2 separate regions of the Mus musculus genome follow, and region 2 is linked to region 1. A link is a contact called in public Hi-C data. All regions are on one chromosome and are shown on one strand. The core of a region is the stretch at or near the end of the contact, and the rest is flanking DNA. Distances in the headings are between cores, read along the strand shown. Region 1 overlaps Tmem154 (transmembrane protein 154). Region 2 overlaps Gm40079 (a long non-coding RNA gene).

Evidence for each region. Hi-C and Micro-C count contacts between places; a contact is called where the count stands out from the background.
Region 2: a contact with region 1 is called in a Hi-C map of uterus, with 2.0 times the contacts expected there. The contact joins two enhancer-like sites. A contact is called at or near these places in 1 of 15 datasets of contacts at CTCF or cohesin (the G1E-ER4 cell line), 2 of 484 Hi-C or Micro-C datasets (nephron progenitors and uterus), 4 of 115 datasets of contacts at active chromatin or transcription factors (CD8 T cells, memory CD8 T cells, microglia and 1 more) and 2 of 9 other capture datasets (adipose tissue and embryonic stem cells).

Annotation. Positions count from the first base shown.
Region 1 is chr3:84,694,400-84,700,346 of GRCm38.p6, reverse strand. All of the region lies in intron 6 of Tmem154 (transmembrane protein 154), which reads right to left. Among named protein-coding and RNA genes, the nearest start is that of Tmem154, 31 kb to the right of the region's middle. Within about 2 kb of position 4,211, at least 106 of the 459 cell types and tissues checked have an H3K27ac peak or open chromatin away from gene starts, as enhancers often do. A contact at or near this core is called in uterus, where this site is marked.
Region 2 is chr3:84,773,130-84,778,923 of GRCm38.p6, reverse strand. The region is part of intron 2 of Gm40079 (a long non-coding RNA gene); the gene reads right to left. Among named protein-coding and RNA genes, the nearest start is that of Gm40079, 31 kb to the right of the region's middle. Within about 2 kb of position 4,408, at least 29 of the 459 cell types and tissues checked have an H3K27ac peak or open chromatin away from gene starts, as enhancers often do. A contact at or near this core is called in uterus, where this site is marked.

The sequences.
Region 1 (5,947 bases), core at 2,962-5,461:
TTGGCACTTTCTCTATAAATGTTTTTCTGTTCTAAAGATATGTTATCTTCTGTTCAGAAACAGGATCTTCGTTCTGTCATCTGTTAGTACACTGCTGGTCACACAGGGTGGGGCATGACTCAGTGGTAGAGCTCTTCCTAGAACACCCAAGGTCATGGGTTCAATTCCCAGCACTACAACACACAGACAGAACCTTCTCCATCTCTCCTCCCTCCACTTTAGTAGCTATATAGTAATCTGTTAACCCATTAGATATTAAAAAACCGAGGCTCAGGGATGTAAGTACTAGGGTGCTTGCCTGTAGGTACTGATGCTCTACACTCAATTGCAGTCCTGAAGAAAGAAGGAGGGGAGGGAGAGAGAAAGAGAGATAGGGAGGGAGGGAGGGAAGGAAAGAGGGAGGGAGGGAGGGAGGGAGGGAGGGAGGGAGGGAGAAGGAAAGAAAAGGGAGAGAGGGGGGGCCCACAAAACAACAATGAAACCTAATCAATAGTTCTCATAATTATTTCTTCAGGCTACTCCTAATTTTTAACTTTTATCAACAGTTCCAATCAGTCTCTTTGCATAAGTCTCTACAAGAGGAATTTCAGACCAAGGATATGCAGTTTTCAAGCTTTCAGGCCCATTGTTAAATGGTCCTTCTTCTAGGTAACAATGCTAGTATTTACTTTCCCCAAGCTTTCATTTGCTGTTCCATTGCTAAGAAGAAAATCCTTTCCCCCCAAATATTAATTGGTAATTTCAAATTCTTCTTTTGCTAAGTTGACTACTGATAAACTTTGTTCATATTTAAAATGGGTCAATTATCTTTTTATTGGCTTAGGTCATAAGAGTAATTTTAGTTCATACTACAAAACACTTCTCTGGTTTTCCTTTTTTGTTCTATTTTTTTGTTGTTTTTGTTGTTGTTTTATTCTTTGATTTTATTTTTGTTTTGTTTTGTTTTTGAGACAGGGACTCACTCTGTGGCTGTTGTGTAGTGTGGGGAGCCGCCCTCACATTCGCCGTTGCAAGATGGCGCTGAAATCCTGTGTTCTAAGTGGTAAACAAATAATCTGCGCATGTGCCAAGGGTAGTTTTCCACCCCATGTGCCCTGCCTTCCCCGTGACGACAACTCGGCCGATGAGCTGCAGCCAATCAGGGAGTAATACGTCCTAGGCGGAGAATAATTCTCCTTAAAAAGGGACGGGGTTTCGCCATTCGCTCTCTTGCACTCTTGCTCTGGCTCTCTCTTGCTTGCGCTCTTGCGCTCTGGCTCCTAAAGATGTAAGCAATAGAGCTCTTGCTCTCTTGCACTCTTGCTCCTGAAGATGTAAGCAATAAAGTTTTGCCGCAGAAGATTCTGGTTTGCTGAGTCTTTCCTGGCCGGTCGCGAACGCGTGTAAGAGTGTAGCAGTTCCTTCTGAGATTAAATCCTCCCATCTTAGAGAAAAGGCAGTTGAGGTCCAAGACTTTAAAGGGGGAGGGGAGCCAGCAGATTGCTCTAAGGGGAGGTGAAGCATTCCATCCTACAAGGACACTTTCCTTCAAGAAAGGAAATTAACAAAGCCTTCAGGAAGTTCCCAAAACAGACCAGAGTCACTAGGCCTCTCCTTCCTCAGGCAAGTACCAGTAGAAGGGCATTGAAAAGCCCTCAGACCACCACCCCACACTTCCCACAAGGGACACTCTCCAACCCGTGCTGCCTGCAGCTGTGCGGTGAGCTCTAGGTTCCCAGCTTTGTGAGCTGTCCCCATGCAGGGCTGGGCTTTGGTGATGCAGTTGCTTTCAGTCATTTCTGCTCCTTAAGATAACCTGAATAAAACCCTTGGGTTCACCAGGCTGGACTTTTGGGGTACGCTCACTTTCACCTGTCATCGGTTCTCTGTCTGGAAGAGGTAAATGCTGTTCACACATCCTAATGATAGTGTTGCACAGCAGTAGCCCAGGCTGCTCTAGAACTTACTCTGTAGACCAGGCTGCCCTTGAATTTGTGTGATCCTCCTACATTTGCCTCTCAAGTGTTAGGATAGTAGGTGTGTAGCCCACACACCAGGATTTTATCTTGTTTTGCTTCCTTTTCAAGCAGGGTCTCCCTGTAACTTAGAGTGATCCTCCTGCTTCAACCTCCCGAGTGCTGATGACAGGTTCTAGCTCTCACGCCCACCTCTCATTAACAGTTCTTACATGGTTGCAGTGGTGCAATGTCAAATCTCTAATGTGCTCCCTCTAAGCCTCCTTGCCCCTGCCTCAGGTCACAGATGCTCTCTCGGCTTAGGTCATCCAGGCTGCCTGTACAGAAACTTTTCCAAGAGGAACGATCATCCGATCATTGGGACTTGGAAGTGATGGGGGTGAATTTGAAATGATAACTTCACAGTCTTGTCTTTGACTTAGCCGCATGCACACTACCGTTTCCATTCCTTTAAATCTTTTACATTTACCAGGATTATCTCACTGGTCAAACATGTGCTTAGTATGCGAGAGTCTCAGAGTTCAATCCCTAGCATCAACTAATTAATTAATTAGAAGGTAGCTTTGTGCGTATGTGTGCGTGTGCGTGCATGCATTTATGTGCATGTGTGTTTATGCATGTGCATGTGTGTTGGTGTTTTGAATGTGTAAGCTGGAAGAGGGTGTCAAGCGTCCTGCTCTTTCCTCACTCTCGGTCTTGCTCTCCTGAGACAGTGTCTCTCCCTGAGCTTGGAGCTAGGCTGTGCGCTAGCAGAACACATAACACGTCTCTGGCTCTGGCTTGGGACAGTGCTAGGGTTAAAGTCAAGCGTAGGATCACACCCAGCTTTTCTGTGCTATGTGCTAGGATCTGAACTCAGGTTCCCATGCTCAAAGGCAAGCACTTTGACAGGCTGTACCTTCTCCTCAGGTCCAGTAAATAAACACTTGGACCTTTCAAATGATTGTGCCTTGCATCTTGTTGTTGTGGGTGCTAGCACTGGGCAGTTGCTAATTTATAGGGGCTTTTATGATAGTTACAAGGTTGGGATCCACAAACAAGTAGATTCTTAACATCAGAAGCACATACGATCTGCCCGAAGCCTGAATCGGGGCCGTTATGTCTTTGTTTTATGACAAGGGGCAAGGTAACCTTTCCTAGCTTTAATATCCTCATCTGATGTCATCTGCAAAGCACACCTAACAATTCTAAGCTGATAGGGTTGTTGTAAAAGAATGAATGAGGGGCTGGGGTGAGAGAGGCTCTGGCCTCAGTCCCCAGCACCACACACTCAAATGAAAACACAGAGAAAAAGACAGGTAAAACCCCATGCTACAGGCCTGGCACCCGCATGCATGCATGCATGCCTCTTGGTGATTTGTACTAGGCAGCCTGAGCTCTGACAAATGTTTGTGAGTTACCTACAGCATTGTCTCAGAGATGTAAAGGCTTTAAGAAATCGTCTTCAGAAGCACAGCTCACATTTCTAGGGAGACGCCTTTTGTTTAGCTGCATTGTTTACTTCAGTTCCCTAAAAGCGTGATCTCTGGAATGCCATAGCCACGTGACTTGGTCCCAGCATGTCACAAACTGCTTCTGCTTTGATGGGCTATCGAGCAGTTCCCAGAGAGCAGCTGCCTCTCCGGAGTTTTGTGTGGAGTGGTATCTATCCATCCACAAGACCTGCGGTGAGTCAGCGGCCTCCTCCCCCGAGTCCCAGCACAGTAAGCCAGGGCGTTCTCCGTCACAGGCTCATTGCTTTATTTAGTTAGCTGTCTCTGGCTATTCATCATCTCTGGAAAATGATCAAATAAGCCATGCATTTTTAACTCTAGCAAATCCTGGAGTTCCCTGTTAAAATACCTTGGCGCACTGCCACGGAGCCACAACAAACACGCAGGCAGCTCCGCTTTCAACCTTCCCGCTTGCCTCGATGTGCGCACGTGCAGTCTTAGCAACTTATTTCTGACAGTGACATTAAAGAGTAATTTGTCTAGGAGTGTTATATAAACACGGGAAGAACATGGAACACCTTTCCACAAGCATATACAGGAACAGGAGGACAAACTGTAAAACTAAACAAAGCACGGCTGTATTTTCCTCAAGAAAGCACCCAACGGGCTCACTGCCAGCAGAATGGGGACAGATTCAGCTCAAATCCCTCAACCTCATGGCAGTGACTGTTTGTCCAGACTGGACAGTCACCCTGTCCTCCCGACCCCATCTATCTTGCAACAATCCTGAGTTATGGCCACAGCTAATGCAGCCATCTCTGAACATGGCGGTATGCCACCACTCAACCCTTCTGGGGTCACGACACTCTGACTCAGTTTCAGAGAGTGTGGAGTTGGATTTGGCACGACATCACATAACAATTAGATCAAGCTTTCTTTCTCATCTATACAAAGTCCCTTCTTCCCGACAGAGGCCTGGCCTGGGTGGAGTTAGAGAAATGAGGCTCGGAATCGGCCCAAGATACAGAGATCATGCCTGCTGTGGAGACACACTCTGGGACACACACACACACACACACACACACACAGTCTTTAACAGTGTCCTTCTGGCTGGAGAACACAAACTATTACGTTCTATCCCTTGTGGTACTGCAAATCTAGTTCACTCTTGTTTGGGGTGGTGGGGACTAGATAGGGAACACTGGGGGCAGTCACTGACACTTTAATGCCTCGACCTTTCTCTGCACGGTCACACAGTGTAAACTCTCCACCTCTGGATGGTGATGAGCAGCAGCAAACGGGAGCGTGGCTACGTCTGTGCCTCCCTGTCTGTGCTCATGTGGTCCACGGTGCAGACAGAAGCTCTGAGTGTCTGACTAGACATGAGTCAGGAGAAAGGAAGCAGCAGGCTAGCCTGGGCCAGGTGGACGATGTCTGGACTGTATGCTATCTAGTGCATTTGGGAGGTGCCGTGTGGGTGGGGTTTGACAAAGGACTTCATTGTCTAGAGACTTGGAACAGTTGATTATAAGCCCACCGAATGGATCTGTTCAGCTCTGGGCTACCTCTGCTTGTCCTGTGCTGAGTCCACTATAGCAGCTTTTGTGCACCACAAGTCACAGAACAGGGGATTGCAGAGAAAGGCCACTAAGGTGGAAAATAAGAATATGGAACTCTTCTCCCCTAAACTCTTTTCTTGTCCTTTCCTGTCATTGTTTCGTAAACATGACAACCTCACTGCAAAGGGCTTGTAGTAGTTTGTACAGACCTGGTCCTTACTAACATCCTATTTGGGGGCTGAGCATGTACATTTCAAGAAAAATGTCTACTCTGAGGTAAATTTTGTGCAATTAATATACCCTAAATATAGATTATATGTTACATGTTACATGTCACATGTCACACATTACATATCATACTATATTATATATGACATGTTATATATTATATCATAATTTGATATATTAATATATAGTGTATTATATTACAATCTTATATTAATTAATATAATTTAGTAATCACTTTATCAATTATTATATATAATTATATAATACCAATTAATTTATGATCAGTTATAAATATTAAATTGTGCTAATTTAAATAAATGTAAATAAAATTGTGTTATTATGTGATTAATAAATAATATATATTATCATATACATTAAAGTGTCAATCTGTGTCAATGCTGCTATTGTCCCAATACTCAAGAAGATTATGAGTTCAAGGCCAGCCTGGGCTACATAGTATGATCCAGAGTTAAAGAAAGAAGCAGAGGTGAGGGAAATAGGAGAGGGAGGGAGGGAGGGAGGGAATAGAGAGAAGGAAGGAGGGAGGCGGGAGGGAGGAGCCGAGGGGGAGAACAGGAGTCAGGCAGAAAAGGATAGGAAAGTGAGAACTGGAAAGTGAAAATCAGGGGCTGGGATGGATTCCAGGGGAAGCTCTGAAGGGAGGGATGGTGGAGCTGCCAGTCCCCAGAAGCCCAGAAGTACGGGATGCTGATGCTACAAATGGTTCCTCCTTATCAGGAGGGCAGGCGAGTGCAGCACTCATTCAACTCAC
Region 2 (5,794 bases), core at 3,159-5,658, 78 kb before region 1:
TTCTTGTGTCTTGTTAAGACTCAGTTATAAGCAAGAAAAAGTGATTTGGCTGGGTGGTGGTAGAGCACACCTTCAATCCCAGCACTCTGGAGGCAGAAGCAGGCAGATCTCTGCAAGTTCGAGGCCAGCCTGGTCTACAGAGGAAGTTCCAGGATAGCCAGGGTTACATAGGGAAACCCTGTCTCGAAAACACACACACACACACACACACACACACACACACACACATGGAGGGGGGTTGCGGGGTGGGGGGGGGGAGAAGAAAAGAAAACGTGATTCAATATGCTTTAAATTTAAAGGGTGCTTTCTTATAAAGGTAGAGGTTATATCTCAGAATCACCCAGAAGATAGGCAGCTGTGAGTCTGGGAGAAGCCCACAGAATTGTGTAGCTCTTCCTGCATTCTTTCTGTTTCCTTTGGTGAGTCTGCCCCACTCCTTTTTCTCTTGCCAGAAATGCCTGTCTTTGTGGGGAATGGAGAGGCCCCAGAGCACAGTACTGTACCTCCTTTACAATAGAGGAACCATCATCCTCTGCCTCCTCTCCACACCTGAGCTGTGGTAGGTCCATCTCTGCTTGAGCTGTAGGTAGGGAGATGAGATCATATGGGGCAAACATGGCCTCTGGGGATTTACCTGTGGATGCAGAGAGAGAGGAGCTCTGAAGAAGAGGGGCTGGATTGTGATCTTAAAAGATGTTACATTTTTAATGATGCTGCTACAGGCAAGTGTGCGGGTGTTGCTTCTTTTCTTTCTTTGTTCTAGAGCACATTCTTCCGAGTGGACTGAGAACTAAGTCAAGAAACTATCCCAAGTCCGGCACCATGTAAGTCTGAGGACCTGAGCAGAAGTAAGAGTGTTAAGAAATACTGGTCTGGCAGCTCTCATCTCCCTGATACAATTGAAATTGTTGCTTCTTCTATACTCAGTGAGTCCTAGAAGCAATATGTTCTCTTCCCATATTTTTTATCCCAGCAATATTTATTAAACAGAAGAATGAGAGAACAATCCAAGCCAATGTTCATGCAGTAGATCATATCATATTTTCTTTCTAAAGAGAAAGGTTTTGGGTTTTTGTTTTGTTTTGTTTTGTTTTGTTTTTAAAGATGGTGGTGGTGTTGCTGGGGGGAAAGTGTTTAAGTAACACATTTTAAAAAGTATATTATTTTATTTTTATCCATATGTATATGTGCATGTATGTGTAGATGCCTCAGAAGACTAGAAGAGGGTACTGGATCTCCCAGAGCTGAACTTACAGGCAGTTGTGAGCTATCTGACATGGGGATGGCAACTGAACTCAGGCCTCTGCAAGAGCAGGAAATAGTCTAAACCACTGAGCCATCTCACCAGTCCCAGGACCTCATTCTGTGGTGGTGGTGGTGGTGGTTGTTTTAGTTTTTTTTTTTTTTAAAAAAAGATGTATTTACTATTTTTATTTTATGTGTATAAGCATTTTTCCTGCTTCAATGTGAGTGTACCATGCGTGAGCCTGGTACCAATGGATGGTGAGGGTGTTGAACTCATCAATGGATGGTGAGGGTGCAGTTCCCCTGGAACTGCAGTTACAGATGGTTGTGAGCCTCTGTGTAGGTAGGCAAGGGGAATCAAACCCATGTCTTCTGGAAGAGCAGCAAGTGCTCGTAACCACTGAGCCTTGTCTCCAGCGCCAGCATTACATTTGTAAAGGGAGTTATGAAGTTACACATTCACATGTTCTTATAAATAAATACTCTACGCCTGTTTGCCATTCTTATCATTCCCCCTTTCCAACACTTCTGAATGTTTTCCTCTGCCACATTCTTCCTAGTTTATCCCCTTGCAGTAAGGAGCCAAAGAATTCCTTCCTGAATATAAAGCAAAGAATAGCCATCAGCACGAACCACTAACTCCTCTAAGTAAGTGACAACTGTCAATAATATTGATTATCTAAACAGTTCACATTTTTCACAATATTGCATTGTTTCATTTTGTTGTTTTGTTTTTCTTTAATCAGATCCAGAATGGTTTGTTTTGTTTTTGAGACATGGTTAAAAAGAGTTTAACCATGGTCCAGGCTGGCCTTGAACTCGGTGTCCTCCTGCCTCAACCTCCAGAATTCTGAAATTACAGATATTGCCAACATACTTGAATTTATATCTACCTTTGGATTTCTTAATCCATGAATTCAAAAGTTGGGCAGAAGTCTGGTACGAGATTTCAGTAACTAAAGGGAAAAGCAAAAAGAATCAACGCCAACCACATCCCATCTGGCGCCATCCAGACCCGTATGGGTGTATGAGCCAGACCCCTGAAGGAAAGGAAGTGAGATTCCAGCAACAGGAAAGTCAGTGATAGTCAACCAGCATCGAAGAAATGCCAGAGCATGGCCTCTGAGCAGGCAAACCTGCCCTGCATGAGAACTCAGACTCCTGAAAATGCAAACACAGTCAGGTGGGGATGAGAGGTGTGGAGGAGGGGGACCAGATGGGGGTCAAGCATGTCAACAGATCCAAGGAGTACCTGAGAAACAGCCCAGGGGACCAGAGGACAGAGGAGAGGTCTGGTCCCATTCACACAGGAAAACATTTAACATGTGGTTCTAATGCATTTATGTTGCCAGAAAACTGTCCTGTCTTGGTTCTATTGTAATGTCCCATATTGCTTTATTTAAAATTGTGTAATTCACAGAGGCCCAGGCAGAACAAGGCTCTTGTTTCTAAATCAGCAGTCTCTTCTTTCTGTCTTGGTTTTAAATGTAAGCACAGAGAGATGCATTAGCCTGAAAGGCGTGTTCTTGTCCATGGCAAATAAGAATTCCTCAGGTGCCAGTGTCTGGGGGTGCTGCCCAGGCAGGTGTGACATTCCCTGGAGGGTTCCACAGATTTGCTTAAAAAGTTCCTCCACACGTCTACAGGAGGAGAGAAAACTTCTCCTGCCTTCTATTGTTTCAGACCTAATTTAAGGGTTACGAAAGGGATGGCTATTGGTCTGTGAGTTTTCAGTTTCTGAGAGCCAGCAGCGAATAAACAGTTAGGAAATTGTCTTGATGCTTATGGAACAAATGAGGTATTCACTGGTAATAGACGGACTTATTCCTGTTCTGGGAATACTTGTCCAGTGCCTTGGAGAGATGGCTGGCTGCTTGTTTAAAGAATTCAAAGATGAGCCAACGCTGCTAGCTGTGTTAGGGGAGTAACTGGGCAAACATCCTGAAGGGGTGGGTGGGGCCAGGTGGATGACCACCAGCTGCCTGCTACCCACTGTACTGGAAAACAATTATTTTCCCCAAAATTCCTGTTCCTACCTCCTTAACCTGTTTTCAGACTTATAAACTAGGATTTAAAAACAGTGCAAAGCTCATACACGCCACAGCCTGAACCCTTTGCAAAACCCAGGGAAGGGTTTGGCATGTGTTTTCAATACATCCAAAGTTTTTCCAAAAGACTCTTTTCTCCTCCTCCAGAATGACTAGCTCCGTGGTGCTTTATTTAAAACTGTACAATTCACACAAAGACTAAGGCTTGTTCCAACGTATGGGCCAAGTCTCTGCTGTGATGGAGGTCTGATTGTGCTTCTGTCTTTGTTGGTGACTCGCTCGCTCCCTCTGAAAACTTAATTCTTAATAAATATTAAGCAATGAGGTTGCTTTTGTGTCCTTGGCTTCAGATCACGTGGCCAGGCACATTCTGAAGTTTTGTCCTTTGGGCCTCATGTGTTCTCAGTAGTAAGGGAGCAAAGTGGACTTACAGTCAGGTACCTTCTTGGATTCAACCTTGAAAGGGAAAGGTTCTTAAGGTGTCAGAGGATTAAAGAAACATGATGCCCCAGTAGACCCGTATCAGATGAAATCTGCAGGACAAACCGGAAAGTGCTCTTTTTACCATGATCTCCAGAAAATGTTAAAGGGGAATATTTTAATAGAGGCTATGATTAACAACTTTACAAAAAAAATTCTTTTGTTCTAAGTTGTGCAAGATAACCTGAATCCAGCAAAATGAGCATGTGGGGTTAAAATTTAACTAGACAGAACTATAATTTCTCAAAGCAGCAAACTCCAACTCGTGTTTAGTAAGATTTTTTTTTTTAAACTAGGTTGCTGACCTAGTTTCAGACACAGAGTCCCAAGCTCCAGGTCCCTAGAAGACTAAGAAGAAAAGCTTCTTACTTATACTCTGTAGTTTATTACACTAATTTATGGTCCTTCAAGTCTGGGCAGGGGATGGGCTGTTCTTGTTTTATTGAAGAACCTTTTTGTCCTTTGTTGGGGACGTTTCCAGCTGTTTAACAATCGACTCTAATAGAATCTTATGAATAAAACTAATGAAAACATGAAGAAATGAACTCTAGAGAGCAAACATACAGTAGCTTATTGTTCCCTCTCTGGAGAATAGAAACGCCTTCTCTAACAAGGTACAATAGTACAAACAGGAACTAACACTCAGGTTTCAATACACAAGGCATTCCGGGGTCAGGAGGAGGCCAGTGCTGTTGGCCTTAATCGGGCCAGCCTGACAAACTCAAGAAACAGGACAAACAGAAAGGTAAATGTGTTTCCACTTTGGGTTGTGTTCCTGCGGTTATTAAAATTGAAACAAATGACCAGAACCAGCCCTTTGTCTTCTGGCCCAACTCCACGGACTTTCAGAATCTATGTAACAGGTCATGTTCTCTTTGTCATAAAGGCCAACCCTTATGTGGCTCATTCTCTCAAATCTTGTGGGGCATAAGGAAAACTGGAAAGTTGGTACAACTCAAAAACCTAGAGGCTCTGTTTGTTTTGCTGCGATTGCACCAAAGGGCCCCCTGTGCACGCTAAGCTATACACCCAGCCTACATGGTTCTAATTACAAAATTACTTAACACCACAGTTTTTTTTTTTTTTTTTTTTAATGGGATTGGGAACTCTGTGGCCAGTAATTCCACTTGCCTGGTGCTCAGTGATGTCCACCTACAAAATGAGGGGCTCACAGAATCAGTGTATGGGTCCATGTGGGTCACCTCGCTATGACACTGGTGGTACACAAGACGGTTTTAGGTGGCACACGGACAGTTGCTTTAGTTGGTTAATTAATTTATTGATTGGGCCCTCATGTTGCTTAGGCTGGACTCAAACTTGCTCTTTAATGAGGATGAACTTGATGTTTTGATCCTCCTGCTTCTAGCTCCCCAGTGCTGGGCTGACAGGCATACACCACCATATGGTCAAGGTGGTACTGGGAATAAGATACGGGCTTCACGCATGCTCCGTACTCACTCTACCCACTGAGTCCCAGCTCCAGCCACAGGCTTCACGCATGCTCTGTACTCACTTTACCCACTGAGCCACTTCCCCAGCCACGGGCTTCACACATGCTCCGTACTCAACTTTACCCACTGAGCCACATCCCCAGCCCATTTAAAGATTTCTTTTACTAGCTTATTAGGCCTATGCTGTTTCTGAATATTACTGTACATTGGATTGTTTGTTTTTTAAGAATAATCAACACAGAGCAATGTATCAAGCAAGTGATAAACAGATAATAAAATAAGGACATTTTTGTTAGTAACAGAAAACAGACTACGGCTGGTGAAGTGGCACGGTGTGTCATGCTTCGCTCTGTATTCACGAATCTCTGGGTTCAATCCCCAGCACTTCAATAAAACAAAACAAAACAAAACAAAACATAACAAAACAAAACAAACTAAAAGCTCAAATCAGACTAAATACTCCCCAAGTCGGAGACACTTATAGGACTGTTAGCCATTCCTCCAAAAACTCCTTCAGCCTCCACAGAGGAGCCAGCACGGAAGAGAAAGTGCTGATAGAGCTCTCACAGT